Linked DNA regions of Mus musculus: all the other regions are linked to region 4. Evidence: chromatin contacts called from public Hi-C, HiChIP or PLAC-seq and promoter capture Hi-C data. All regions are on one chromosome and are shown on one strand. The core of a region is the stretch at or near the end of the contact, and the rest is flanking DNA. Distances in the headings are between cores, read along the strand shown. Region 1 holds the start of Phkg1 (phosphorylase kinase gamma 1). Region 2 holds the start of Sumf2 (sulfatase modifying factor 2). Region 3 has its middle 25 kb from the start of Psph. Region 4 holds the start of Ran (RAN, member RAS oncogene family). Region 5 holds the start of Zbed5 (zinc finger, BED type containing 5). Region 6 holds the start of Vkorc1l1 (vitamin K epoxide reductase complex, subunit 1-like 1). Region 7 holds the start of Gusb (glucuronidase, beta).

What was found. Promoter capture Hi-C pulls out the DNA fragments that hold promoters and counts their contacts. A called contact is a pair of places that touch in the nucleus more often than the background predicts. HiChIP or PLAC-seq counts read pairs in DNA pulled down with a chosen protein or histone mark. Capture Hi-C pulls out chosen DNA fragments and counts their contacts.
Region 1: an H3K27ac HiChIP or PLAC-seq map of extraembryonic endoderm stem cells shows a contact between it and region 4, with 5 times the contacts expected there. The contact joins the promoter of Phkg1 here to the promoter of Ran in region 4. A contact is called at or near these places in 8 of 39 promoter capture datasets (the 3T3-L1 cell line, embryonic stem cells, hippocampal neurons and 2 more), 2 of 484 Hi-C or Micro-C datasets (CD4 T cells and embryonic stem cells), 10 of 115 datasets of contacts at active chromatin or transcription factors (astrocytes, embryonic forebrain, embryonic stem cells and 5 more) and 3 of 9 other capture datasets (adipose tissue, embryonic stem cells and liver).
Region 2: a promoter capture Hi-C map of pre-B cells shows a contact between it and region 4. The contact joins the promoter of Sumf2 here to the promoter of Ran in region 4. A contact is called at or near these places in 7 of 39 promoter capture datasets (the 3T3-L1 cell line, the C10 cell line, cranial neural crest and 4 more), 1 of 484 Hi-C or Micro-C datasets (embryonic stem cells), 11 of 115 datasets of contacts at active chromatin or transcription factors (astrocytes, bone marrow-derived macrophages, embryonic stem cells and 3 more) and 1 of 9 other capture datasets (embryonic stem cells).
Region 3: an H3K27ac HiChIP or PLAC-seq map of embryonic stem cells shows a contact between it and region 4, with 7 times the contacts expected there. The contact joins the enhancer-like site here to the promoter of Ran in region 4. A contact is called at or near these places in 6 of 39 promoter capture datasets (the 3T3-L1 cell line, the HPC-7 cell line, cranial neural crest and 3 more), 10 of 115 datasets of contacts at active chromatin or transcription factors (the 230-238 cell line, the SCID.adh cell line, astrocytes and 6 more) and 1 of 9 other capture datasets (pancreatic islet).
Region 5: a contact with region 4 is called in a promoter capture Hi-C map of liver, with 4 times the contacts expected there. The contact joins the promoter of Zbed5 here to the promoter of Ran in region 4. A contact is called at or near these places in 8 of 39 promoter capture datasets (the 3T3-L1 cell line, the SN4741 cell line, embryonic stem cells and 5 more), 4 of 484 Hi-C or Micro-C datasets (CD4 T cells, Th1 cells and embryonic stem cells), 14 of 115 datasets of contacts at active chromatin or transcription factors (astrocytes, cardiomyocytes, embryonic forebrain and 7 more) and 2 of 9 other capture datasets (adipose tissue and liver).
Region 6: a contact with region 4 is called in a Hi-C map of CD8 T cells, with 6 times the contacts expected there. The contact joins the promoter of Vkorc1l1 here to the promoter of Ran in region 4. A contact is called at or near these places in 3 of 39 promoter capture datasets (frontonasal cranial neural crest, liver and pre-B cells), 5 of 484 Hi-C or Micro-C datasets (CD4 T cells, CD8 T cells, double positive thymocytes and 1 more), 7 of 115 datasets of contacts at active chromatin or transcription factors (astrocytes, bone marrow-derived macrophages, embryonic stem cells and 4 more) and 1 of 9 other capture datasets (adipose tissue).
Region 7: a contact with region 4 is called in a promoter capture Hi-C map of pre-B cells, with 4 times the contacts expected there. The contact joins the promoter of Gusb here to the promoter of Ran in region 4. A contact is called at or near these places in 2 of 39 promoter capture datasets (pre-B cells and second pharyngeal arch cranial neural crest), 1 of 115 datasets of contacts at active chromatin or transcription factors (embryonic stem cells) and 1 of 9 other capture datasets (embryonic stem cells).

Annotation. Positions count from the first base shown.
Region 1 is chr5:129,877,766-129,881,209 of GRCm38.p6, reverse strand. It overlaps Phkg1 (phosphorylase kinase gamma 1), which reads left to right and starts at 2,122. Exons shown (of 10, transcript NM_011079.3): 1 at 2,122-2,279. It overlaps Chchd2 (coiled-coil-helix-coiled-coil-helix domain containing 2), which reads left to right. Exons shown (of 4, transcript NM_024166.6): 4 at 1-49.
Region 2 is chr5:129,845,276-129,848,996 of GRCm38.p6, reverse strand. Sumf2 (sulfatase modifying factor 2) reads right to left here and starts at 2,007. Exons shown (of 9, transcript NM_026445.2): 1 at 1,911-2,007. The coding sequence starts at 2,001. Cct6a (chaperonin containing Tcp1, subunit 6a (zeta)) reads right to left here. Exons shown (of 13, transcript NM_009838.2): 12 at 3,342-3,414; 13 at 2,554-3,249. The coding sequence ends at 3,177.
Region 3 is chr5:129,760,029-129,763,655 of GRCm38.p6, reverse strand. No RefSeq gene overlaps it. Among named protein-coding and RNA genes, the nearest start is that of Psph, 25 kb to the left of the region's middle. Within about 2 kb of position 2,030, at least 92 of the 459 cell types and tissues checked have an H3K27ac peak or open chromatin away from gene starts, as enhancers often do. A contact at or near this core is called in astrocytes, craniofacial prominence, embryonic stem cells and 2 more, where this site is marked.
Region 4 is chr5:129,018,373-129,021,805 of GRCm38.p6, reverse strand. Ran (RAN, member RAS oncogene family) reads right to left here and starts at 1,650. Exons shown (of 7, transcript NM_009391.3): 1 at 1,528-1,650; 2 at 1,232-1,278; 3 at 1,038-1,122; 4 at 815-940. The coding sequence starts at 1,267.
Region 5 is chr5:129,894,070-129,897,574 of GRCm38.p6, reverse strand. It overlaps Zbed5 (zinc finger, BED type containing 5), which reads right to left and starts at 1,852. Exons shown (of 4, transcript NM_183088.2): 1 at 1,723-1,852. The coding sequence starts at 1,772.
Region 6 is chr5:129,939,835-129,943,451 of GRCm38.p6, reverse strand. Vkorc1l1 (vitamin K epoxide reductase complex, subunit 1-like 1) reads right to left here and starts at 1,343. Exons shown (of 3, transcript NM_027121.4): 1 at 1,087-1,343. The coding sequence starts at 1,280.
Region 7 is chr5:130,001,389-130,004,739 of GRCm38.p6, reverse strand. It overlaps Gusb (glucuronidase, beta), which reads left to right and starts at 1,691. Exons shown (of 12, transcript NM_010368.2): 1 at 1,691-2,133. The coding sequence starts at 1,924.

The sequences.
Region 1 (3,444 bases), core at 873-3,372, 860 kb before region 4:
TTGGACTGTGTTGTGATTGTGAGTTAAAAAAAATAAATTGGTTATTCTGAAGTGTGTGGTAGCGTCCTTATTGTGTGTGCCTGGTGAACATAGTAGCATCCTAAGAGAAGCCATTCTCTATGCCTGTCATTCGTCTAGTCCAGAGGTGCTCAGCCTTCCTAGTGCTCTGGCCTTTTAATACAGTTCCTCATCAAAAACACAGCTTTCTGATCTGGAGGCATCGAATCTAGGAAAAGCTTAGGCCCAGGTAAAGTGGTACATGCTTTTAATCCCAGGAGACAGAGATATATATATATATATTTTTTAACTTTGATCACATGCTAATTGTGATGTGTCAGGGAGCTGGTGTGATACTCAGCTGCAGCAGGCTTGTCTAGTATTCACCAGGCTTGAGTCCTGTCTTCAGCCATGCCAACAAACCAAGTAGCTAAGTAAGTGGTAAGCAGGTAGACATTACTGAGACCTCCGATGGCCACGTGACACTGCGTGTCTGCATGGAGGCAGCGTACGCAAGCCGTTGGGTCTCCCTATATAGTCCAGATCTGTGTAAATGGCCTATCCTGCCTCAGCCTCCCAAGTGCTGGGATTAGAGGCTTGTGCCACCATACCCAGTTAAAAACCATCCTGTAGCCAGGCGTGGTAGTGCACACTTAATCACAGCTCTGGGATCACAGCCGGTGGATCCCTGAGAGTCTGAGGCTGGCCGGGTCTACAGGGTGAGCTCCAGGACAGCTGGGGCTACACAGAGAACCCTGTCCCACACAAAAACCAGCCAAACATCAACAACAAAAACATGGAGTTCAATTCCCAGCAACTACATGGTGGCTCACAAACCATCTGTAATGGCATCCGATGCCCTCCTCTGGTATGTCTAAAGACAGCTACAGTGTACTCACATACATAAAATAAAAAACTTAAAAAAAAAAAGTCATGCTTGGTGTTGCACCCTATAGTGCCAACACACAAGCAGAAGCAGGAGTGCAAGTGTGGAGGCCTCTTGGTCTGCACGGTTTCTGGGTCGTCAGAGTTGTGTAATAAGAGTCTTGTCTTCACTGGGCAATGGTAGCACACGAGTTTAATCCCAGCACTTGGGAGGCAGAGGAGGCAGGCAAATTTCTGAGTTCAAGGCCACCCTGGTCTACAGAGTGAATTCCAATACAGCCAGGACTATACAGAGAAACCCTATCTCCAAATAAAAGACTCTTGTCTTCAAAAAATAACAATGTATTCCTTTCAAAGCTGGTGTTGCCAGGCTGGAGAGATGCATGGCTCATGTGAAGAGCACTTGCTACTCTTTCAGAGGACCTGAGTTCAGTTTTCCATACTCATAGTGGCTATAATGGTCTGTAACTCCAGTTCTGGGGGGGGGGGTCTAATGCCCTCGCTGATGTCTGAGCATATAAGACATTCCTGTATTACAGATACATACTGCCAGCAAAAGACTCATACACATAAAATCGCAAAAAAAACAGGGCTAGAGAACCTGGCTCATTCCTTAAGATCATAAACTGCTTTTCCAGAATTCGATCTCCAGCACCCATGTAGCAAACAACCAGCTATAATTCCAGCTGCAGAAAAACCCAACACCTGGCTTGGGCAGGCACTAATACTCATATCCACATACAGATAGATATGCTGTGATGGTTTGTATATGCTTGGTCTGGGGAGTGGCACTATTAGGAGGTGTGGGAGGGGAGAGGGGGTAGAGAAAAAAAAGTTGCCTTGATCATGGTGTCTGTTCACAGCAGTAAAGCCCTAACTAAGAAATACACACTCATACACATAATTAAAAGTTTGCTTGTTTGTCTTTGGTTTCTCCAGACCAGGTTTCTATGTCTAACTCTGGCTGTTGTGGAAATCACTCAAACTCAAAAGATCTACCTGCCTCTGCCTCCTAAGTGTTCTCCAACACATTGGCTCAGCAAAAGCCAATATTTAAAAAAAACCAAAAGGCTTTGTCTCCTCTGAGCCATTTGCTTTATCCCTGCCACATGTGCTTTCCCCAGGCTCCGCCAGGTGTCACCCCTGATGTAGTTCTGCCCCAGGCCTAGCCCTGCTGGACCTTGGCCTGCATCCCAGGTTTGCAGTTGTGATTTATTTTTGGCAGGCCAGCCTTCCATCACCAAGTACCAAAGTTCCGCAAGAGGAGCAAGACAGCAACTCCAATAAGTGTCTGCTCAGGACACAGCTTCAGCCCTTTGTGGTCTGCTGTCTCCCAAGGGCTCCAGGACCTTTGGAATTCTTGTCACTTCCATTCAAGGGCCTACAAGGACCTCACGGTGAGTAGCCAGGCAGTAGATGGGAGCAATGGGGTTGTGAGGCAAAGACAGGAACCCCTTCCAGGTCTGTTTGACCCATTTCCCCTTAATCCTGGGAGAGCACGGATTCTCAGAGCACCTGTCAGGCAGTTACCTACAGATCATGGATCGGTTGTGTTCTCTGATTAGCTTTCTGGGATATCAAATTCCAAAACATTAGACTATCTATTCTCATTTAGAACACCTCCACACCCCTAGGGAGTCTTGGAACAAGTGTCAGGGGATAATGAAACAGTAAATCCAGATCCATGGTTGGCTCAAGTCAGGCCTTAAGAACAGGGAGATGGACACACGTATATTATCAGAAAGGGTAAACACAGCCAGAATTTGACCAGCCTGGCTCAGGCTGGCATCCTGGTGTGAGCCAAGAATTGCTCTGAACTCAATCACGCAAGGGATCTGCTGTGCCTAGATAATAAGTGAGGGGCATTACATGCCCATCTTGGGCCTTTAGAATGGCCTTTCAGCAAACAGGCTTGTTTTTCAAGGCATACTAACACCTTCAGGCTCTGTTGGCTGTTGATAGGGTCAGCACACAGGCCTGTTTCCTGCTATTGGCAAAGGAGACAGTTGTTATTCTAAACCTTCTTCTGGTAACCAGGCACCCAGTCGCTGGACACCAGGCTTCCTGCAAAGGCCAGCTTGAGGCAGCCAGCACTGCCGCTTGGCTGGTCAGCAAATTGGGCCCCTTGGGAGACCAAGCTTTCTTGGAAGTGGACATGAAGCATGTACCCTTTGCCTGCTTGCCTCTTCCTATTGCTGGGTGATTTTTCTGCCTTTCTCAAACCCTGGGTCTGGAGCAGGAATTCAGTTTCCTGGTAGGAGCCTCTATGTCCCTGGAACAAGATAGGCCAGCTTAGCTTCTCCACATCCAAGATTGAGCACCCTGACTCAGGGCTGTGGGGGATGTGGTGCGGTGGCGGTGGGGGTGGGGCATAGCTCAGCTCAGTCAGTGGCAGAGTGCTTGCCTAGCATACTCAACACCCTGGGTTTTATCCCTAGCACCTAAAGATAAAAATAAGACGGGCTGGAGAGATGGCTCGGTGGTTAAGAACACTGGCTGCTCTTCCAGAGGACCTGGGTTCAATCCCAGCCCCCACGTGGCAGCTCATTACTGCCCTCGGCT
Region 2 (3,721 bases), core at 758-3,257, 830 kb before region 4:
TATGTGCATATTACTTTTTTATTTTTGTGTGAGATAGGGTTTTTCTGCATGGCAATCTTTCTGATTTAAAAACAAAACAAAACAAAACAAAAAAACAACCCAAACAATTCTACAGCTCCTTCACCCCAGGGACCCTCCCATCTCTGCCTCACCAATGCTAAGATTGCAGGCATGTGGCACTGTGCCCCAGGCTCAAGAACTTGATGTGTGTGTCACAGGGAATTGAAACCAGGGTCTCACATATGCTATGTGGTGCTCGACCCTAGCTTCTCATTTTAAAATTAGTTGCTTTTTTCCCTTATTTTAGTTTTTGATGACAAGGTCACCCTACTCCCACCCCACTCCAACCCTGGGCTGGCCTGAAAAGAAATCACTATATAGATGGACTAGCCTTGCTTGGCAGTCACAGAGATCTACCTACCTTTGCCTCTCAAGAGATTAAAGGTGTATAAGCAACCAGACCCTGCTTTTCAGGGTCTTATATTTAACCCTCTTCTCATTCTGATACAATTCTACCCATCTCAAGAATAATCCCGAGAGGGCAAAAAAAACCGAGTGAGTAGGGAGATCTCAAATTAAAGGGGAATGAAATATCAAGCTGCAATATAAACTGTAGTTTGATTGTAATTTAACAAACTAACATTTTAAAAAATATTTTTAGGGTTGAGCAGTGGTGGCCCTTTAATCCCAGCACTTGGAAGGTAGAGGCAGGCATTTCTCTGAGTTTGAGCCCTGTCTGGTCTACAGAATGAGTCCAGGACAGCCAAGGATACACAGAGAAACTCTGTCTCTAAAAGCCAAAATTAAATTTTTTTTAAGGACCAGGTTAAATCTTCTGTCCTTTGCCAGTATCTGTACACTCACGGCACACAAACACATACATAAAAAGTGGACACCTCTAAGCCCCAGCATACAGAGGCAGAAACTGATGGATCTTTGTGATTTGAGGCCAGCCTGGTCTACATAGTGAGATTCTGTCACATAACAAACTACAATCTAAGACCATATTTTATGCCTTATAATCCCAATTCTAAAGAAGCTGTCGCTGGAGATCACAAGCTCAAGACAAGCTAGGGCTACACAGTCAAGACCTTTATACCAAAATAAATAAATAAATAATTAAATAAATAAATAACCCACCCTCACCCCCCCCCAAAAAAAAAAACCAAACCCCTAAACAAGGGGCCTCTGCGCCGTAGCTTAGCTGAGAGAGTGCTTGAATCTCTATGAATTTGAGGTTAGCCTGGTCTATGTTCCAGGCCAGACAAGGCGACATAGTTGAGCCTCTGCCTCAAGTATAAAATAAAATAGGATATTAGTATATAAGAGCTCCTGTTGCTCTCGAAGACGCTCCGTTTTCAGTCTCCAGCACCCAAGCAGTGGTTTATAACCATGTTTCTTCTGTTGTAGGGATCCAACCTGACCTCCGCCGGCACCAGACACCCTCGTGGTGCACCTATATACGAGGTTGCAAAACACTCATACACATAAAATATCCTAAGAAAAACTGAATCCAAAAGTAACTAGAGATAAAAGGTGCATTTAAACAACATTTTGAGTATCCGATTACTATGTATGTGACTTAAGCGTATCTTTAACTTTCAAAGCTTTCTACAAATAAAAGCTACGAGTCACACGAGTGCACCAGCTCAAGACATGGAAATGGAGAAAAGGAAAATCAGAATGCCTTACTCCCAACGCCCCAGACAGGGCTGAATACCAGAAGAGACCCTGCTTCAAAAAAAGAAAAAAAAAAAGAAAAAGTGCAGTTTCATGATGGCCAGCCCCAGCAAGTAGCCCGAGACCCTGCAAACCCCCTCCGAGGTTAGGGTAGCATCTAGAGCGCAGGATACAGTCACTTTCAGGTGTTCAAGGATAAGGGTGATATAGGCACAGAGCCACACACTGACCTAGCTGAAGCCTGGGGCAGGACAGGAGCCACAGCAGCAACACCGGAGGGAGCAAGGAACCCATGCTGGGGAACCAGAACTCAGAGCGCATGCGTCTGCTCGGGCGCTTCTTCGCGCCTGCGCACTCGCACTGACTCAGTGACCAATGGCAGGGCGCTCCTTGGGAGCTTGCCTGTCAGGCCCGCCCATGAATGAACACAGGCCCACACCCATCCTACTCTGATTTTATCTGACTGCTTTTGTGTGATGTTAACACCCTTGCAGGTCCAATGTGCTGCAGTCTCAGCTGGCTAGAAGTTGCCCACGGTGCTGGGCACTAACTGCCTGTCTGTGAGAACCAGTAGTACGTAGCTGAGCCAACTCTCCACCCAGATATTTTCCTCTATTCAGTTGAGCTGTTCACTCACTCACTGTGGAATACGGAGCCAGCCCCTCTCCCCAAGTATCACACATAAAATCAAGTACATGAAAACCAAAGAGATAAGCTGTTACAGGTATGATGCAAAACCAAGATAGAAAATAGCCTAAAAAATCTTGTTTCACCCAAACCCTTATTCTTCAACAACCGTCCTTTTGGCTGTTAAATGTGTAACTCTCTCAGCCTCTTGTGTTCCCATGTCTGGAAGTTGGGTGGCAGAGTTCTGACCTTCCAGCCTCCACGGAGTAACTTGGCTTTATTAGCTTTTCTGAAGCATTTTCAGTCATTTCAAGTGTGAATGATCCAGTAGCTTCACTCTTTAAGTATTTATTAGACATTATGAAACCCATAAATTACCCAGATGTGTTTTACACTGGCAAGGATCTTACATGTTTAACAGGGAGTTGGCTGGATAATTTCAAATACATCCACAACAAATTATTCTTTCGACCTGGGGTCTCCTGTAGCCTGAGTTGGCATAGAAATTCCGGACTATTTCCAAAGGGCTAGGCTTACAGGCATGTGTCACCATGCCTTATTTAGGAGAAAACCATTACAAACTTTCAAAGAACACTTACGGAACAAGGGTAGACAACATGCTTATCTTATGTAATTTTTGTATCGGTGTAGCTAAAACATCTTGTTCAGTGGGTTGAAAAAGAGCTGCTTTGAGTGTCTTCAGATACTCAAGGCAAAAATAAAATAAAATTTTACAGTATAATTTGAATAGGTGTCAAATGTCCCGTTTCTTTTCTCCAATCAGGAAGAGAAAATTTTTTTCCAAATCACTTGAAGCTTGGACAAAAATAACCATTCCCCCCAACATCCTGTAGTATCACAGGCAGGCCTCAACCCTTCAGAGAGGACATCCCAGCTCGCATGATCTCGTCGACCAGGAGAATGTTGGTGGCGATCACAGTACTGAAAAGGAGGAAGAGAGGACAGATGAGCTATCAACCCAAACTGCTGTGTCTGCCGCCCGCCCGCGAGCCGCCATGATCGTGTACACTCACCAGGAGTGTAGCAGCTGCTTCTTCACACAGTAGTTATCCCACACACCCATCTCTGCAGCCACCATCGGCTCACCTGCAAATAACCAAGAGCACCAAAGGCTTTTTTCATATATTTTATGAACCCTACCAATTCTAAAACAGAAAACATGGGCCAATTGAGACCATATTTTTTTTTCCTTTTCAAAAGATAAGAATTTTCTATACTACAGCGCAAGACAGCATCCAGGCTGCGGTCCTGTTGCCTCAGTTCTGAAAGGATCACAGGCTGCATCAGGTCAACCTCAGGGACTTTAAATACAAAGGAACAGTACTCTTCCATTAGTAACCAAGACTTCTCCAAACACTCTTAGCAATGCCTTACAGTCAGTGCTCACTGCTTA
Region 3 (3,627 bases), core at 781-3,280, 740 kb before region 4:
CACACATACACAGGAATACACACTGAGTTCCTTTTCACAGATGACGTGGGAAGAAAGACCCGAAAGGTTCATGGGTATTTGAAGCAATATGAAGAGGGGGATGTTGCTTTAAAAGGGTGTGAATGTTTAGTCTCCTTGCTGAGAATGTAGGCAGAGGGGAAAGACATGGCTCAGGGAGACACAGGTAGCTGCCACTGTTGGCTCGTTAAGTAGGGAAGGCATATGAGGTTTGGGGGTTTTACTGGTTTGTTTCACTAGTGCTAGGAATGGAGCCAGGGATTTGCACTATGTAAGCCCTGGCCTGTGCCACCACCACCCAGAAAGATTTGCACATTTGAGCTAAGTACTCTTTCTACCCCAGGGCATTTTGCTTCATTTTATTTTAAATGATAGGGTCTTGTGTATCTCAGCTCCGTTCCTGAGGAGGACTTAAAGTCCTGCTTCTCCTGCCTCCGCCTCCTGAGTGTTGGGGTCACAGGTGTGCAGCGACATGTCCTGGGTTACCCAAGATGAGACTGAATGTAAAGCTCCAGGCACACTAGGCAAGCTGTCTGCCAAATGAGCCCCAGCCCTTGCTTCCACTGCCCGAAATGTAACTAGTGTAAATGATTTAAAAAAAATATATATGGGGCTGGCGAGATGGCTCAGTGGTTAAGAGCGCCGACTGCTCTACCGAAGGTCCCGAGTTCAAATCCCAGCAACCACATGGTGGCTCACAACCATCTGTAACAAAATCTGATGCCCTCTTCTGGAGTATCTGAGGACAGCTACAGTGTACTTACATATAATAAATAAATAAATCTTTAAAAAATATATGTATATATATATATATATATATATATATATATATATATATACACACACATATACATACATACACACACACACATACACACACACATATATATATAACTGAGCCAAATAGATCAAAAAATGTGTCCAACTACAAAATCAGCTGAAAGTATGTTACATGCCTGAAAACTTCAGCACTTGAGAGGCAGAGACAGGAGGATCAATATAGTGAGGCCCTGGCTCAACAAACAAACAAACAACACCCCCACCCCCAAAACCAACAACAAAACCCCTCAGGTTCCGTAGGAGAGGCGTGGAGGATTACGTTTGGCAGAGGTCACACAGGCATCCCAACAACAAGGCCGTTGTTCCCCAGTTGTAAACGCCTCCTGGCAGTTCTCCTAGATGCTGCTTTGTGAGTTTGCACATTTCGGCACAGCAAAATGGGAAGGACCAACCAGGCATGCTGGGTCTGGCCGAGTGCTACTACAAAGGGTCTCAGTTTTCATCACCGCTTGGAGCACACAAGCCCGGGCAGAGGTGGAGGAGGTGGCCCCACCGTTGAACTGGTTACAGCAGCCTGCTGTGACAGAGCAGTGACCTGCACAGGTGCACGCTGAATTTGCCCCAGAGGAAATCTGATAGATATGCGATTTGCGATTATGATTGGATGGAGAGCAGTTTCCAGTTCTACCATTAATTCTGTGGGCCATAGGCTCTGAGCTCAGCTCCCCCCACACCCCCAGTCGTACAAGGCCTTCTTTGTTGTGTCAGGGGTGAATATGAATGAGGCAGGAACTGTACTGGCATCTTTCATGCCTTTCCAATTGTAGACTGGCTGGAAGCAGCCAGCAAGTACTTCTCCCAGGGGTGACGCCCATGCAGAGATACAATAGGCTGGGTACCCAGAGCGACAGCAGTGTTACATAGCTCCCGCGTGGGGTGCCAGTTTTCAATCTGTGAAAACGGTTTCTATACGCAGAGAAAGTTAAGGAATTGTTTGCAGTTTGTCTTTGTATTAAGTAATACAAGCCCTTGTAGCTAGGTATAGTGGGATAGACTTGCAAACTTAGCACTCTGGGGCCTGAGGCAGGGGAATCTGGGGCTCCAGGCAAGAACAGGCTCTGAAGCAAGATACTGTAACAACAACAACAACAAAAAAAGAAGCAAGTGGACCTGGTGGTGTATGTCTGTGATGCCTGTGATCCCAGCAAAGTAGGAGGAACAGGATTTCGAGGCCTGCCTTGTTGAGGCCAGACTGCTCGGGCAGCATGAGACCCTGTCTCAACAGGGCCAGTGGGACTGCTTGGTGTTTGCCAGGCAAGTCTGGTTCGATCTTCAGAGTTCACATACAGGTGGAGAGAACCCACTCCACGAGATAGTCTTCTACACATATGCCCCAAAACACACACACACACACACACACCCAAACCCAAACCCAAACCCAAACATTTTTCAGGGGTTAGAGCCATGGTTTAGTTAAGTGCATTTACTGCTATTAAAGAGGACCTGGTTCTTAGCACCCATGTCGGGTTGCTTACAACTACCTGTAATTCCAGTTCCAGGAGACCCAACACTATTTTCTGGCCTTTGAAGGCACATGCAAGTATGCACTGCACATACCTACATTCAGGCTCTCGTGCACACACACACACACACACACAGATAGAGGGGAACAGGGGGGGGAGGGAGGGAGAGAGAGAGAGAGAGAGAGAGAGAGAGAAAGAATACTAAAGAGGAAAGAGTGGCAAGGATGACTGTCACAGCTCAGCAAGTAAAGGCTCTTGCTGTCAACCATCAACCCTGATAACCTGACAACCTGTTCTCTCCTTCCTGACCTCAGGAAGGAGAGATCAGGTTCTTGCAGGATGTCCCCTGGCCTCCTCACACACACACCATGACATGTGCACTCATAGACAGACACACAGATACATTTTCTTTCTTTGTGTGTTCGAGATGGGGCTTCTCTGTGTTAACATCCCTGACTGTCCTGGAGCTCGCCTTGTAGACCAGACTGGCCTCGAGTTTACAGGGATCCACCCTCCTCTGCCTCCAGAGCACTGTGGGATTAAAGGCATGTGCCACCACACCACCTCTGGCCATTTTTTTTTTCCCGAGACAGGGTTTCTCTGTGTAGTCCAGGCTGTCCTGGAACTCACTCTGTAGACCAGGCTGGCCTCGAACTCAGAAATCCGTCTGCCTCTACCCTCCAAGTGACATTTTTTTTTAAAGGGTAAGGAATTGAAGGAGCTCATTTGGTAGAGGGCTTGCCTAGAACGCACAAGGTCCTAGGGGGTCCATCCCCAGCACCACAGAACAGTAGACGAGCTCACACAGCCCTGTAATCCTAGCACAGGTTTTTATAAGAACCCTAGGGAGTAAGATGTCCTCTGCTGTATTAATGCATTAATGCCGCAGTCAGCGTTAATAAGTATTAGGCTAGGATGGACAACCCTGGTTTAGGTAAATTGTTAACTCGAGTAATGCATTAGGGAATGAAACGAATGCCTTGGAAATCGCTTTGGCTCCGGATGTGACCTGTGGCAGTCAGTAAATAGTGAGCATATCTCTCTGTTGAAGACAGCAATTCTTGGACTGCTGATGTCAGGGCTGTAGGAATTACACAAGAAGTGTGAAAACACTTCAGAGGCTGTGAGCAGAACTCAGGTGACCTGTGGACGGGTCACTCACTCGTCCAAATGAATCCAACCATTACGATTCTGAGGACTGTGCAGGCAAAGGCAAGCATCCCCCTGAATCTCTGGAATTCCGCTCGCTGCCGCTGCTGCTCTTGTGGAATGGGGTATCCCTTCCTATCATCCAATCATGGAGAAA
Region 4 (3,433 bases), core at 401-2,900:
TCACTCTATCAACTACCTTCTTCTCCTCAAGGCACCTAATCACTAACTACCAACTGCTGGCCCATCAAAGTTCATCAAAGTTCAAACACCAGTCTTCTAAAATCTGAGCCCAGGTTTCTATAACCTACCCTGCAGGGATGGTGAGGATACAGTTTAAGAGGAAGCACGTGAGCATCCCCATTTTTTTGGTTAAAAAGTTAACCCCGGTTATAAACACCCCTTTGCCTTTACATGCGAAGAAGCCAAAGAACGAATTTTCTCATCATGCTAGTAAGATCACAAGGATATTCATTCGTCTTTAAACACCAACAGACTCTTTCCCCACTAAGCTTTTTCGATTACTTTCAAGGAGAAAAGTAAAAGTACAGTTTCCATGAGGCGGCAGGTTTCACGTGTGAGAGAGGGCCTGGCTCCAGGAGGGGCTAGAGGTTTAGTATCTTGGGGCAAATGCTCACTACTTATTTTAATGATGGGAATAATCACGGGTAAGCTACTGCGTGTAGCCCTTAATTCAAGTTTCGAAAACCAAAAAGTGACCCGGGAGCTTTCCCAATAGCTTAGTCTCCTACTAAGTTCTGAAGCCACACAGTTTGCCCCAAATCAATGCCTAGCATGACACAGCATATGATCAAACGACACCACGGACGATTCTTATAAAAGAAAAAAAAAATCTCCTATCCACTCCAACCAGGTCGCCTCCCTCCAAGAGATTTCTGTCCCCTCTCCTTAGTCACCCGGCAACGGCTGGCTCTCCGGCTCATACCCCAAGCACATGTCCGAGGGCCTGGGCCCACTTCCGCAAGGCCCCCCTCACCTTGGATGTAGTAGCCATCGCGCAGGCCCCCGAACTTCTCCTGGCCGGCCGTGTCCCACACGTTGAACTTGATGGGTCCTCTGTTGGTATGGAAGACGAGCGGGTGCACCTCCACGCCCAGGGTGGCTGCGGGGAACAGGGCGGCAGAAGGGGTCAGCCGTGCACTGCCCGCCGCCTTCCCCCGGAGGCCTCGCTGCCGTGAAGCACCCCCGGCCGCACCTACCTACATACTTCTTCTCAAACTCGCCCGTCAAGTGGCGCTTCACGAAGGTTGTCTTCCCGGTGCCGCCGTCGCCCACCAGGACGAGCTAGATTCAAGAGACGAGGCGGCGGCGTGAGCGGTCCCCGCCATGCCGTCCCCTCCCGACCTCCCCGCTCGCTCGCCCTCCGAGGGCCCCCGTGCGGCCGCACACGCACCTTGAACTGGACCTGCGGCTCTCCCTGGGCGGCCATCGCGGCGGATCCTGCGGGGAGAGAGAGCGGCTGCGGCACGTGCGCCCCACAAAGGCCGCGGCCGGGAAGAGCGCGCGGGAAGGCGGGGACGCGGCGTGAGACGGTGGGGGGAAGGGAAGCGGGCTGAAAAAGCCCAGGGCGCTGCCCGTCCGCCTCGCCTCGCCTCGTCGCCAGCGCCGCCCCGCGCCCACCCGAAGGACACCCAAACCCTCCGGTCACCGCCCGCGCCCGCGCCCGCACCCTCCCGGCCTCGACGCTACCTTCCAGAAGAGTCTCCGCGCCTGTCCGACTGGAGCTGGAAAGATGGCGGAAGCGCGATTCAAATGCCGGAGACGCAGCGGACGCCGGCGCGCGGAGGGGGGGAGGAGCCGGGAGAGGGCGGAGCAACGGCGCCGCGCCCAACCACGCGGCGCGCGTGCACGCGCACGTCCGCTGGAGCCGTCCGACTCGGCCGGGGGCCCTCGGAGCGCCCAGGGCGGGAGAGGGGCGGCGGGTCACGTGGGCCGGCCGAGCGGGGACGCGCACGCACGCGGACCGTGAAGGGCCCGCGGGAGCCGGCGCTGAGCGCGGGCTGCCACGCGCATGCGCTGGCTGCGGGAGGCCGCGCGTTACGCGGGCGGCGGCCTAGCCAGGGGCCTCGTGGGCGGGAAAGGCGGGTGCTGCTTCTCGGTCGCTCGCTGCCGCTCAGCGGGCACCGCCCGACCTTCGTCCCCAAGTCCTGTGTCCACAGGCACCGGGGATCTCGCGGGCGGGCGATCGCTAAGTGTGCGCGGCCGCCGTCTGCAGAATGAATGGAGGGAATGAATGAGGGTGCGCGCGCCCGAGGCCCGGCTTGCGTCAGCCATGCGTGCCCGGCATGGACACGGCCTGGCCTTCCTGGGAGGATGGGACCGGATGCAGTTAGTCCAGGCGTTCAGCATCCCAGGGCCCTTCCTCTGTTGCGTGGTCTGAGTAATCTGTCTCGCAGAAGATACCCTACCCTGGCTCCCTCCTGAGCAGCAATTGACCAGCAAATACAGATGCTGCTGGGGAAATGGAAAATGTATCTCTGATGACCAGAGCTTGGGGGCCCTGCTGTTACTTTGTACTATGCAATCTAAAAGGAGCCAGCACAGGCCTTAGGGTTCCAAGGCTAGCCTGGGCAACTTAGGTAGAAGACAGGTGGGAAAGTGTGCACAAAAACTATAACATAACGTTAACATAGTATGTTTAATGGAACGTCAGTTACATATTTATATAAATACAAAGTTACTATATTTTGGAGTATATGTAACAAGTCGGCTACAAGGGGCTATGCTGTGAGCTGTATTCAATAGAGGATATAACAGGAGGTGGAGATCAAACAGAGTTTAGGAGAAAAACGGTCAACCCGCCTAGTTCCAGTTTGGTAGATTGTTGATACAATGTAGCACCTGGTGCTGGGTGGTGACATCACCAGTGACCCTCTCCCCGAGAAAACTTATCATGAACTTACTTGTCCTGGCAACCAGCCTGCCGAACCGCATCATCTGGTGGCCTGGTTTGTGTTACTAACTGGCCCACGCTTAGAACTTACAAAGAACCTCATCCTAAGAAGCCGAGGGAAACAAGAGAATACACTCAAGCGGGCATAGGCGCAGCTCTCCCTGCAAGCACTGTCTGGACTGCCCACTGCTGCCTGGTTTACAGCATTTTCTTTGCCATCCAACGTGAACTGCAAACCTATTCTTAGCCTGAACTTTAAAACTTAACATGTATGAGTACTGGGGGTGTGGGTGTTGGTCGGGAGACAGCTATAGACAGGCTATTTGTACAGCCTTGGGGGGAAAGTTGCTGTTGCGGAAGGGATTGTAGCTTGTGATGGTTAGTCTACTGGATTTAGGGTTGTGAAGGGTGTGTCTCTTGTACTCACAGAGAGGTTTAACTGAACCTGGGCAGTACCCTAGACTGAACAAAATGGAGACCAGCATCGGTCTCTCTGCTTCCTGACTGTGGATACAATGTAACCAGCCACCTCACACTCTCACCATTATGCCTTCCATCTTCTGCAGATGTAATAAATTGTACCATTGGAATTGTGAGCCAAAAAGAAACTAGCCAAAAGTTGCTTTTTATCAAGTATTTTTGTCTAGCGATGAGAAAAATAGCTAATTGTATTTTCTTCTAAAACCCCAAATCTTTAGTATA
Region 5 (3,505 bases), core at 603-3,102, 880 kb before region 4:
CTCAGTTCCCAGGAGCTCTTAACCACCCCCTAGATGAAATTCAGCTAGCTCTAGGCCATTCTACGCTTCTGGCCTTTCAAGGCTGACACCCCCACTTCATGTATATGTACCCACTGACAGACAAAGCTGGAAAGATCCCCTGAGGGTTTATTTATTCCAATGTTAAACAGCTACTTTGTGTACCAGACTATTTCAGGCCACAGGAGGCAGAGGCAGGAGGATCTCTGTCAAATCAATGCTATACCTGTCTAAGTAGTGAGTTCCAGGACAAGAACTCCAGAGTGAACCAACAGTTTTCATTTTATTCCTATATCAGTATCAAATAAAATGTCATAGTATTAAAGAAGAAATATCAGACAGGTACTGCCATGGACTCCAGTGGGTCTCAATCTTCCTGATGGTATAATGATCCCTTTATTACAGTTCCTTATGTTGTAGTGACCAAATATAAAATCATTTTCCCTTCTATTTCAAAACTGTAATCTTGCTACTGTTATAAACCATCATGTGGGCTGGCGAGATGGCTCAGCGGTTAAGAGCACTGACTGCTCTTCCGAAGGTCCGGAGTTCAAATCCCAGCAAACACATGGTGGCTCACAACCACCCATAATGAGATCTGACGCCCTCTTCTGGTGTGTCTGAAGACAGCTACAGTGTACTTCCATATAACAATAAATAAATTTAATAAATAAATAAACCATCAGGTAAACATTTTTTGGAGCCGAAGGAGTAGCAACCCACAGGTTTAGACCAAGGGGTCTCCCTAGCCTAGTTAACATCTGAATTAACATTTCAGGCTGGGGGAGGGAGAGGGGGATGCTGGTGCTGAAGTAGAGTGTCCTTGCAACCCACTGCTGACAACCTGAGTTTGAGCCTTAGAAAGATCAACAACCAACTCCCATAAAGTGCCCTGTGACCTTCACACAGGCTCCCAGATGGGACATCTGGAATCTTGATGCTGTCAAGAATTTCCTACTTCGTGTGGACAGGAGATGGCTCAATGGAGCAGCAGTTCTCAACTTGTGGGTCAGGACCCTTTCACAGGGCTCGCCTAAGACCAAACTTACAAAATTACAGTTACAATGTAGCAAAAAAAAAAATTTTTTTTAATGATCAGGGGTCACCACCACAACAACAAAAGGATCGCAGCATTAGGAATGTTGATACCCCTTGTAGTAGCGTAATTACAACTAAGGGTTAGCTATCCTGGACCCAAAAGGTGGAAAGAGAGAATTCTAAAATTCTCGAACCTCCACACACAAATAACGAGTAATTTTCTTTTATCCTTTTTTTCCCCCCTTCTATAAACCTTTAAACTCTGTAATCCCATCCCCAGAGAAGCAGAGTCAGGAAAATCAAGGAAGGCTATCCAGGACTTATGAAGTCCAAAGCTAGCCTGACAGAATCAAAAACACAGTAAGAACAAAACAAAACAAAACAAAAAAACACCCCCAAGAGCTTGACACCTATCACCATTCATTCTTTCCTCACCTCCTCTTAGACTATGCCCTCGACAGCCCTTCCCCCAACCTGTCTAGGGAAAATGTCACATTTCAGAGTCCTCTCCCGGAGTGCACAGAGCGTGTCCCCGTTCTCCGGGAGTCCTCCCCTGGTAGCGGATCCCTTTCGGCTCCCTCCATCTCACCCTCGGCTTCGCAGCTCTTAAGCTACAGAACCTCGTCCTGGCCGCCCGCGCTTTGTCCCCAGTCCCGAGGGTCTCACCCGGCCAGAAGGGTCACGCGGGAAGTGCGGATTCGGCTTCCACGTGGCATCCTCGGTGTCTGCACCTTAAGCGTCCAGACACAACAAACTCGGGAACGCCCACGGGCGTCCAGCAAGGAGGGAGGAAGGTGGGAGGTGGAACCTCCGCACGTAGCCAATTAGAGCCCAGGAGAAGCACGATCGCTGAAAGTTATTGGACGAACCAGACATCAGTAACTGGCAATGCGGTGCCACTGCGTACCACGCCGGGAAGTTGCTTGGCGACGAGGCGCTGTAGCTAATGGGAAGTTCCTGAGGTTGCTCTCTCAAATCTTGTCCTTCGGTTCTGAGATGTATGGTTAGTTTTTTTCTTTCGATGGACCACTGGATTCCTCCACTGCCAGGCTGCCCTTTGATTTTGAGACCCTTCTGCCTCAGCATCTCAAGTGAACTGGCATCTCAAGTGAATTACCCGCATGTGCTGCCACGCCCACTGTGTTAACACGTGTTAAACCTGAAAATTGAGTGGATGAAGACTAAACTCTATTGTCTAATCAAAAGCAAGCTTTATTTTAGAGGTGCATCCAGCATCAGGACTGGATATCCGGCTGTTTTATCCTAAGTTGGGATTTTAGAGAACAGGCCCTTACTGGCCTTTTGGGATTCCTTTTATGGCGGAGCGATAAAAGATTAATAGAAAACAGATGTAAGCATGTTTACAGGGCCTAGAGTATTGACTGTTAGAGATTGTTAGAAAAATACAATGAAACAGGAAGACAAGGATATATATCATATAAATGAGGTCTTTCCCCCCCCCCCCCCAGATTACATCAGATTTAGGAAGCAAACTTAGATAGAACCCTAGTTTCGTAAGTATAGGGGCTTAACACACTGGGTTCCTTAATTTGCAAGGTATGGGTACTTAATACAATGTGGTCCTTAATTTCGAAGGTATATGGGTTTGACACATTGCACCCTTTGATTTATGGTCTCATAGTCTCATCTTGGCCTGATTAACTCTTTCAAATCTTTGACAAGAGAGCAAGCATTGCTTGATGTTGTAGTCGGGGGAACAGGATTCTGGTATTGAGTATCTGGAGGGTGATTAGGTTAATATTGCACCAAAAACACAGAGCGCAAGTATTATGATTGATAGTAGAACCATCAGGGGGCCAATGAAGGGTGAGAAACATCTTAGCCAGGAGGGCCAATCAACATGTGCCTTGGAGATATTATTTCTCAATGTAAGTTATCGATTAGGTTATCGATGGTGTTAGAGAAATCTGATATGTTAACACATTTCAGGGAACTGTTGACATCCAAGATTATGTGTGATCAACTGAAAGACTACGGTAGCTCTATTTTGTAGGATTGTCATTCTTAACTCTCTAATTTCTCGGTTAATTTCTGTCAATATCTTTGTTGTATAGTGTTTGGCTAGTGAGCCAGCTATTTTAGAAATCTCCCTTTTCATCCCCACAACCAATGAGGGGCAGGTTGTGACTGCTGCTGAGGCGGGGTCTAGCAGATATGGGGAGCCTCCACAGGTAGAGCTCCCTGATCTCTTAATCCTATTAGAAGACTTTAGAGACTTTCTGAATAAAATAGGTGTGATTCTTCCTATCCCACGTATGCCCTTATAGCACGGGGTGGGAGCAGGAGAAGTGTATTCTCACAGATAAAAATCCACCCCAGGGGGGAATCATTTTCCCCTGGGGAGTGCATGATTGGAAATACTGCTGCAGTGGGGAGGGACATCAGTACAATCAAAGCATAGCCAGTGAAGGAAAAAGGCGTTATTTAG
Region 6 (3,617 bases), core at 94-2,593, 920 kb before region 4:
TGTTAACAAACATCAAAATATTAGGGGTAGGACTCTCTATTAAAATGTCAAACTATCTATTCTGCAATAATTCTTTTCACTTTTGCTGGTTTTGATGACTGCTATCAGTTTTTTAAAAAGCCTTTTTTAAAAGTGTAAAATACTTTTTTCTAAGAAAAAAAGCTAGCACACTACATAAAATGTTAACAGGAAAAAAAATCGATGGTATTTTCAAGAAACAAAAAATTGTTTAAATAAACCTGCTTAGCAAAGTTTCGTAAATCTAATCTCTTGCGGATTATTCCGCTAATACTAATCAGCAACATGTAAAAGTCATTCTAAGTCACCCACGGTGGTGCATGCTTGTATTTCCCTACTCAAAAGACTGAGGCAGGGGAATAGCTGTAGAGGTTATAGTCCGATGAGTTTCAGGCCAGTGTGGGTCACAACTCAGATCCTTTCATAAAATAACAGTCATCGTAGTACCTAAAATATCACTATACACAAGGTACTCATCGTTTACTCTAAACTTAAAGTAGACCCGAACTCTGGCCATTTTCCCCCTGCTGGGCACACTTCGTGAAATACACAAGGGAGAAAAATCCAAGAAATCAGATAGGGTTAAGTGCTGGTACCTTCCTCTTCCAGAGTAGGGTCAAATGCGTGTCTACCCGCAAATGTCACTGTCGCCTCCAGAAGGCTGCCAATTCTCCTTAACTCTGAGTACAAAGAGGCCTGAGCACCGAAAACACCTGTCCCGAACAACCCAGAGGATAGTGATAAAAGCCACCGGACATATAGCCCCGGGGTAGCAGAGGTCCCAAGACCCCGGGGATGAATGCTGGCTTCGCCGATCTCTGCATCGGGGGTCTTCACACGCCTCTCTCGGCGACAACAGGGAGAAAAGTCACACCGGCCAGGACGCGCCCGCGCCCTCCCGGCTGCACTGTGCCACCTCATCCCGGAGGCCTGCCCTCAGCCGCCGCCCCCCGGTCACCGCCGTCCGGGTCGCGGCCCGGGCCCCGCTCTCTCAGGCCGGAGCTCCCCGCGCGCTCCCCGCCCCCCGCCGCCGCCCGCGTCGCGCTCCCCTCACTCAAGCCGGGCTACCTGGAGGCCAGGGCGGCGGAGCACTTCACCCAGGGCCCCAGGTCGCAGAGGGCCCGGTGCTCCGGGTCCCTCTCCTTCTCCCGCTCCACGTGGTAGGCGTAGATGGAGAGCAGGATCCCGGCGGCGCACACTGCATACCGGGCCACCCGTTCCCAACGCGGCACCGACACTCTCAGCAGGACGGGCGCCGCCATCTTCCCCCCTCCGCCGCCGCCGCCGCCTCCCTCCGCCTCCACCTCAGACGCCGCCGCCCGTCGGGGCCCGACCCAGCCGCCGCCGCTGCCGCCACCGCCTCCGCCGCCGCCGCCGCCGCCGCCACCACCGCCGCGCCCCATTGGCTCGGTCGCCTCCTCCGGGCCCCGCCCCCACAGGCGCGCGGCCCAACCGCCCCGAGAGGAGTGAGGCGGACTGGGCGGGGAAGGCGCGCGCGGACACAGAGGGAGGGGCGGAGCGCGCAACCGCCAGGGAGGCGGTGCGGCGCATGCGGAGGGCGGGGTCTGAAAGAGGGAAGGGCTTGAGGAGGGGCGGAGCTTGACCAGAATTGGGGCGGAGCGAGAAAGCCGCTCATAAGTGTGGAGGGAGGAGGCGGAGCGCGCAACAGCGGGGAGGTGGTGCGGCGCATGCGGAGGGCGTGGCTGACGGTGGGCGTGGTTTGATTTTAAAGGGGCGGGTGGGAAAACCGCGCGCGGGCGGGGAAGAGGCGGAGGTTGTAAGCAGCCAGGGTTGCGTGGCGCAAGTGAAGGGTGGTGCTGAGAAATGGGGTTCGTTACACTGGAGGGCGCGGTCAGAAGGGAGGCGGAACAAGGTGGGGCGGGAGCGAAGGGAAGGGGCGGAGCGCAAAAACTCTGGTGTGCTGGATGGGGCAGGGGCGTGACCAGGAAGGATGAGGGGTGTGGCCTAGGAAAGGGGTGAGGCGAGAGGTGGTTTGGCTTAATCTTAGGGTCTGTTACAAGGGATCGATTTCAAAGATACTACTACAATGCTTGACTGGGCAAGCCCTTGGCTCCTGGTAGCAATCAGTTGCCTTTCTGCACACACACACATTTCCGTCGTTATCACTTGATATTTCTTATCCAATCCAAATTGTCCCTGACCAATGGCTCCAGAGCTCCAGAGACACGTTTGTGTGACATGATCTTCCCCAGGCACCACCTCCAGGCGTCTTGTGTTCAACATGTGAGAAACTTTTTTCTTAAATGCGCAAAACTATTTTTACATTTAAAAAAACCTATTTTTAAATGGGTTCATGAATACTTCTCTATAATTTGGATTTGATGTGGCTTTAACATAATCCATACTAAAAGGATAAAAATGAACTTTAAAAAAAAAGCTCAAAAACTTGGAAAAAGGGAAATCAGAAGAAAACGAAACGTGAGGAGGTCATAGAGGCTTGCAAAATTGTTAAAATTGAGCCATAACTGATTCTGAGCTTCCTTGCTGTCAAAACTGGACAGGAAAACCCATGTAAGGATATCTGTGTCTACAAAGAAACAAGCTGTTGATGGAGATTGCTAGCTTTTGCTTCAATGCAGCTCTTAGGCTTTGGGGGCATCACCTAGTGATTTTGATTAATAAGTAATGTTCTTCAATTAATTATACAATGTTGGATAACAAATCACCCCAATTTTTTGCAGCTTTAAGCAAGCTAATAAACTGGGTGTCTGTTTGTTTTGTTTGGGGTTTTTTTTTTTTCATTTTCTCTGCGTCAGGAATCTTCCGGCTCAGTCTCTCCACCTTTCCCTCTCTCTTTCTCTTCCTCTCTACCTTGGATCAAATTAAGATGTGAGGCATGGCTGTAGTCATCTCAAACCCTGAGAGTCCTCTTTCAGGTTCTCTCCTATGGCAGTGAGAAGGCTGCAGGTCCTCCCTGGGCAGTAACAACAGCTCCAATTTACACCTCCAGAAAACACAGCTGGCTTCCATCCCACCCACCCAAAGTAAGGGGTTGAAGAAAACAAGTTTTAGCTCAACAGTAGAATACTTGACTAATACATGTAAAGCTCTAGGTTAAACCTCCAAAAAAGGAGAGAGAGGGAAGAGATGGGGTCAGAGTCTCTAAAAAGGACATTATTGATTTGTGTGTGTGTTCACATATGTGTGGGTACAAAAAAAAAATCGCTGACTATAATCGTCCCTGACTTACCTCCTTGAGACAGAGTATCTCACTGAATCTGGAATCTGTGGTTTGCTTAGCTAGGCTGGCTGGCCAAGTACGGAGGATCCATCTGTCTCTGCCTCCAGTGCAAGAGTTACAAGTAAGGACAGCCACAGACAACCACATTAAATAGGAGGAGCCAAAGATTTGAACTTAGGTCCTCACACTGAGGCAGCAAGCATTTTTACCGAGCCATCTCTCCAGCTTGAGTCTTTTGTTATTCCGTGATCAGAAACGATAGCCTATGACTTTCATACATTCTGTTACTTAGAAGGTCGTCGCACCAGGTGGTGTCATCTGCGCCTCAAGACAAGCACCCATAAATGCCTATGACTGAAGCTCTGAGGGATCCAATGACCTCTTCCGACCTCCATGG
Region 7 (3,351 bases), core at 442-2,941, 980 kb before region 4:
AGCACCTTCAAGGTGATTCACAATTATTTGTAACTTTAGTTCCAGGGGATTCAATTCTGGCCTCCAAGGGTACTTCACACACCTAGTACACACTGATAGGTGCAGGCAAAACATCCATATGTTATTTATATCTTTGAGGTTACTATGTAGCCTATCCTTCTACCTCAACATCCTGAGAGCTGGCCGTAGATGAGAAGCACCATGTCCAGTTCTAGGGAAGTTTTTTGTAGTTGCTGCTGTTCTTAGTGTTTATTTTCTGTTTCCCAGGGTTGCACTGGCATGTATGTCTATGCACCACATGGTCCAGTGCCTGTGGAGGCTAGAAGAGGTCATTCGATCCTCTAGGAGTGGAGTTAAAAAATGGTTGTGAGCTGCCATGTGGGTGCTGGGAATCAAACGGGGTCCTCTGGAAGAACAGCTAATGCTCTTAACCACTAAGCCATTATCTCTCTAGCCCTCCCCAGCAAATAAATAAATAAATAAGTCAGTCCTTTTAAAAAAAGGATTGACCTTTAACCTCTACCTGCACACGGTCATGTGTATACACACATCTGAAGCAGGCACCTGAAACATAAACACTCAAATATAAATAAGTGGATTGGAAGCTAGCATACCTGTGCTTGGCCAGTTTTACTCATGCTGAGAATCATTTCTTCTGTTCAGCGTCACCCCCAACCCCTTAACAAGCATACTGGTAATTGCAACAAAATGTAGGTATTTGTAACAACAACAACAACAAATGGGGAACCTTCTCTTGTGCTTAAGTTCAGCAGGCTTTAATAATGCTTTAGGGAGCAGGGCAGTGGTGGTGCACTCCTTTAGTCCCAGCCCTCAAGTGACAGAGGCAGGTGGATCTCTGAGTTCCAGGCCAGCCAGTTTAGACTAACTAAACAGAGCTCTCTGGAAAAACCCAAATCAAAACGAACCAAACAAAAACATTCTTTAGGGAACTTCCTTTTGGCTCAGTCTGAAAATCCAAATGCACACCTTGGGGTGGTTGTATCTTTAGTTCAACTCAAAGATTTAGGTTGAAACCTAAATGATATTTACCTCCGTTTTAAGAACTGGAAACTAACCAGGTGGCATATGCCTTTAGTCCCAGCACTCAGGAGGCAGAGGCGGGAGGTATCTCTGTGATTTTGAGCCTGGTCTACAGAGTTCCAGGACAGCCAAGGCTTCAAGACTCGCTTAGCTGTATATGTACTTGCCCAAGAGTGAAATCTGAGCACTGTTTGCTCAAGCCTGTTAGCTAGAGAGGCTGGAGTGATGGATTGGGGGTGGGGGTGGGGTGAGAGTTACTAAGACCACTTTCAGAGAATGGCTGCTGCAGGTCATGTGAACCGTCATCGCAACCTTCATTTGTGACTCGAATGACATCACACAGGTCCAGGAGACACTTCTTTCATGGCCATTGCTGTCAGTTCTACTCCCTTCCTCAGAGACCTCTAAGAAGAGACCTAGCTTCGAACCTGCCTGCGTGTCCTTTCCAGGCTTTAATAACAAACTCCCCAAATTCTTCTCAGTGTCTCTTTTGAACTCTCATCCTTTCACAGGAGTTATGAAGAAACAGTGGGATCAGGGACTTCAGGGCTTCTTTCAGATCTTAGCCTAGTGGTCCTGAGGGGCAAGCCCCAGAGTGTGAGGGAAGGAGGGGGAGATATTAATAGATGTGAGGCAGGCAGCGGCTGACGTCAGGCATATGGGGAAACGATCCAGGACTTCAAGCGACTTCCTCTTTCTGCAGAGTCCAGCCTTGGGGCCTCTAGATAGCCTTGAGCCAGCAGCTGTACAAGCGCTTGCCCTCAACCAAGTTGGCGCAGGCGGCTTCTCTCGAGAACATGTGACTCTTCCAGGTCCCGCCTCTGCCCTCCCAGAGAGGAGGCTAAAAAGCCCAGCCGCTGGTCGGTGGGCAGCCTGGCCAGTATGTCCCTAAAATGGAGTGCGTGTTGGGTCGCGCTGGGCCAGCTGCTGTGCAGCTGCGCGCTGGCTCTGAAGGGCGGGATGCTGTTCCCGAAGGAGAGCCCGTCGCGGGAGCTCAAGGCGCTGGACGGACTGTGGCACTTCCGCGCCGACCTCTCGAACAACCGGCTGCAGGGTTTCGAGCAGCAATGGTACCGGCAGCCGCTACGGGAGGTGCGCGCTCCCTGGGACCCGGGGTCTGGAAGCTTCCAGAAGTCAGGGGATGGGCGGAGGGATGCCTGTACCTGGAGATCCCCTTGTGCTCACCTAGAGGAGGTTAATATGGGTTTGCAGGCTGGGGAGGGGAGCGACCAGAGCAGGAAGTGGGACCTGGCATGCTGAGAACCGCATGGTTTCTGCTAGGCAGGCGCTGCCCCAGGCAATGGATTTTTTTGTTTTTGTTTTTTTAAAGCTTTTAATTTTACTTCATAGTGCTGGGACTTGAACCCAGGGCCCTGTGTGTGCTTGTCACTACTGAGCCTTTTGTTTATGTTTTGAGGCTGTGTCTCCTTCGATAACCTAGGCTGGCCTGGATGTCCGGGTGAATCTCTTGCTCCCACTTTAACTTTCCTGAGTGTTGTAGATGTTTGTGCACACGCCTCCTGCATCCCGGTGCACATACCTCCCATGCTCTTTCCCATCTTGTGAAAAGTAGAATCCTAGGAGATGCTACCCACTACAGAGATTTGGGGGCGGGGGTAGAGGAGGGGGGAGCAAATGTGACTTTGCACAGAGCTAGCAGAGGACCCTCATCCCTGCTCTCCTTTCCTACCTAGGTAGGGTTGGCGCAGAAGCAGGCTGAAGCAAACCTGTGTGCTCACAGTCTCCTCCTCTCTCAGATTCATTCATTCATCCTACCTCGTTTCCTATTGGGCTCTCTCCTCTTCCTCTCTTCTCTCTCTTTGTTTAAAATGTGTACCCATTATTTATGTGGGGTGGGGGGGCGCCACCCGTGTGCTACACAGTACATGTGGAGGTTGGAAGATAACTTGCTGGAGTCTGGTCTCACCTAGGTCACCAGGGATGTAACTAAGGTCATCAGGCTTAGTGGCTAGTGCCTTTAACCCACCAAGTCATCTCACCAGCTCTGTGTGTGTGTGTTTGAGACAGCGACTCACATTAACCTCCGACTCATAGCCATGTGGCTCCCTTAGCCTCCCAGGTTGCTAGAGTTACAAGTGATGAACCACCACACCTGGCTTAGACTCTCAGTTTTCAACTGCACTGCCCAGCATTCAGCAAAAGAGGAAGTAAGGAGAGGACATTGCCACCACAGGCCTTCTCTGTTTCCTTGGGGGCCCCTGTTCCCTGCTGTTGGCCTTCTTCCTTGTAGCAATGGTCACCTGCCTTTTATGTCAGGGTCTGGTCTTTCCTGTTTTAGACTGGCCTGTG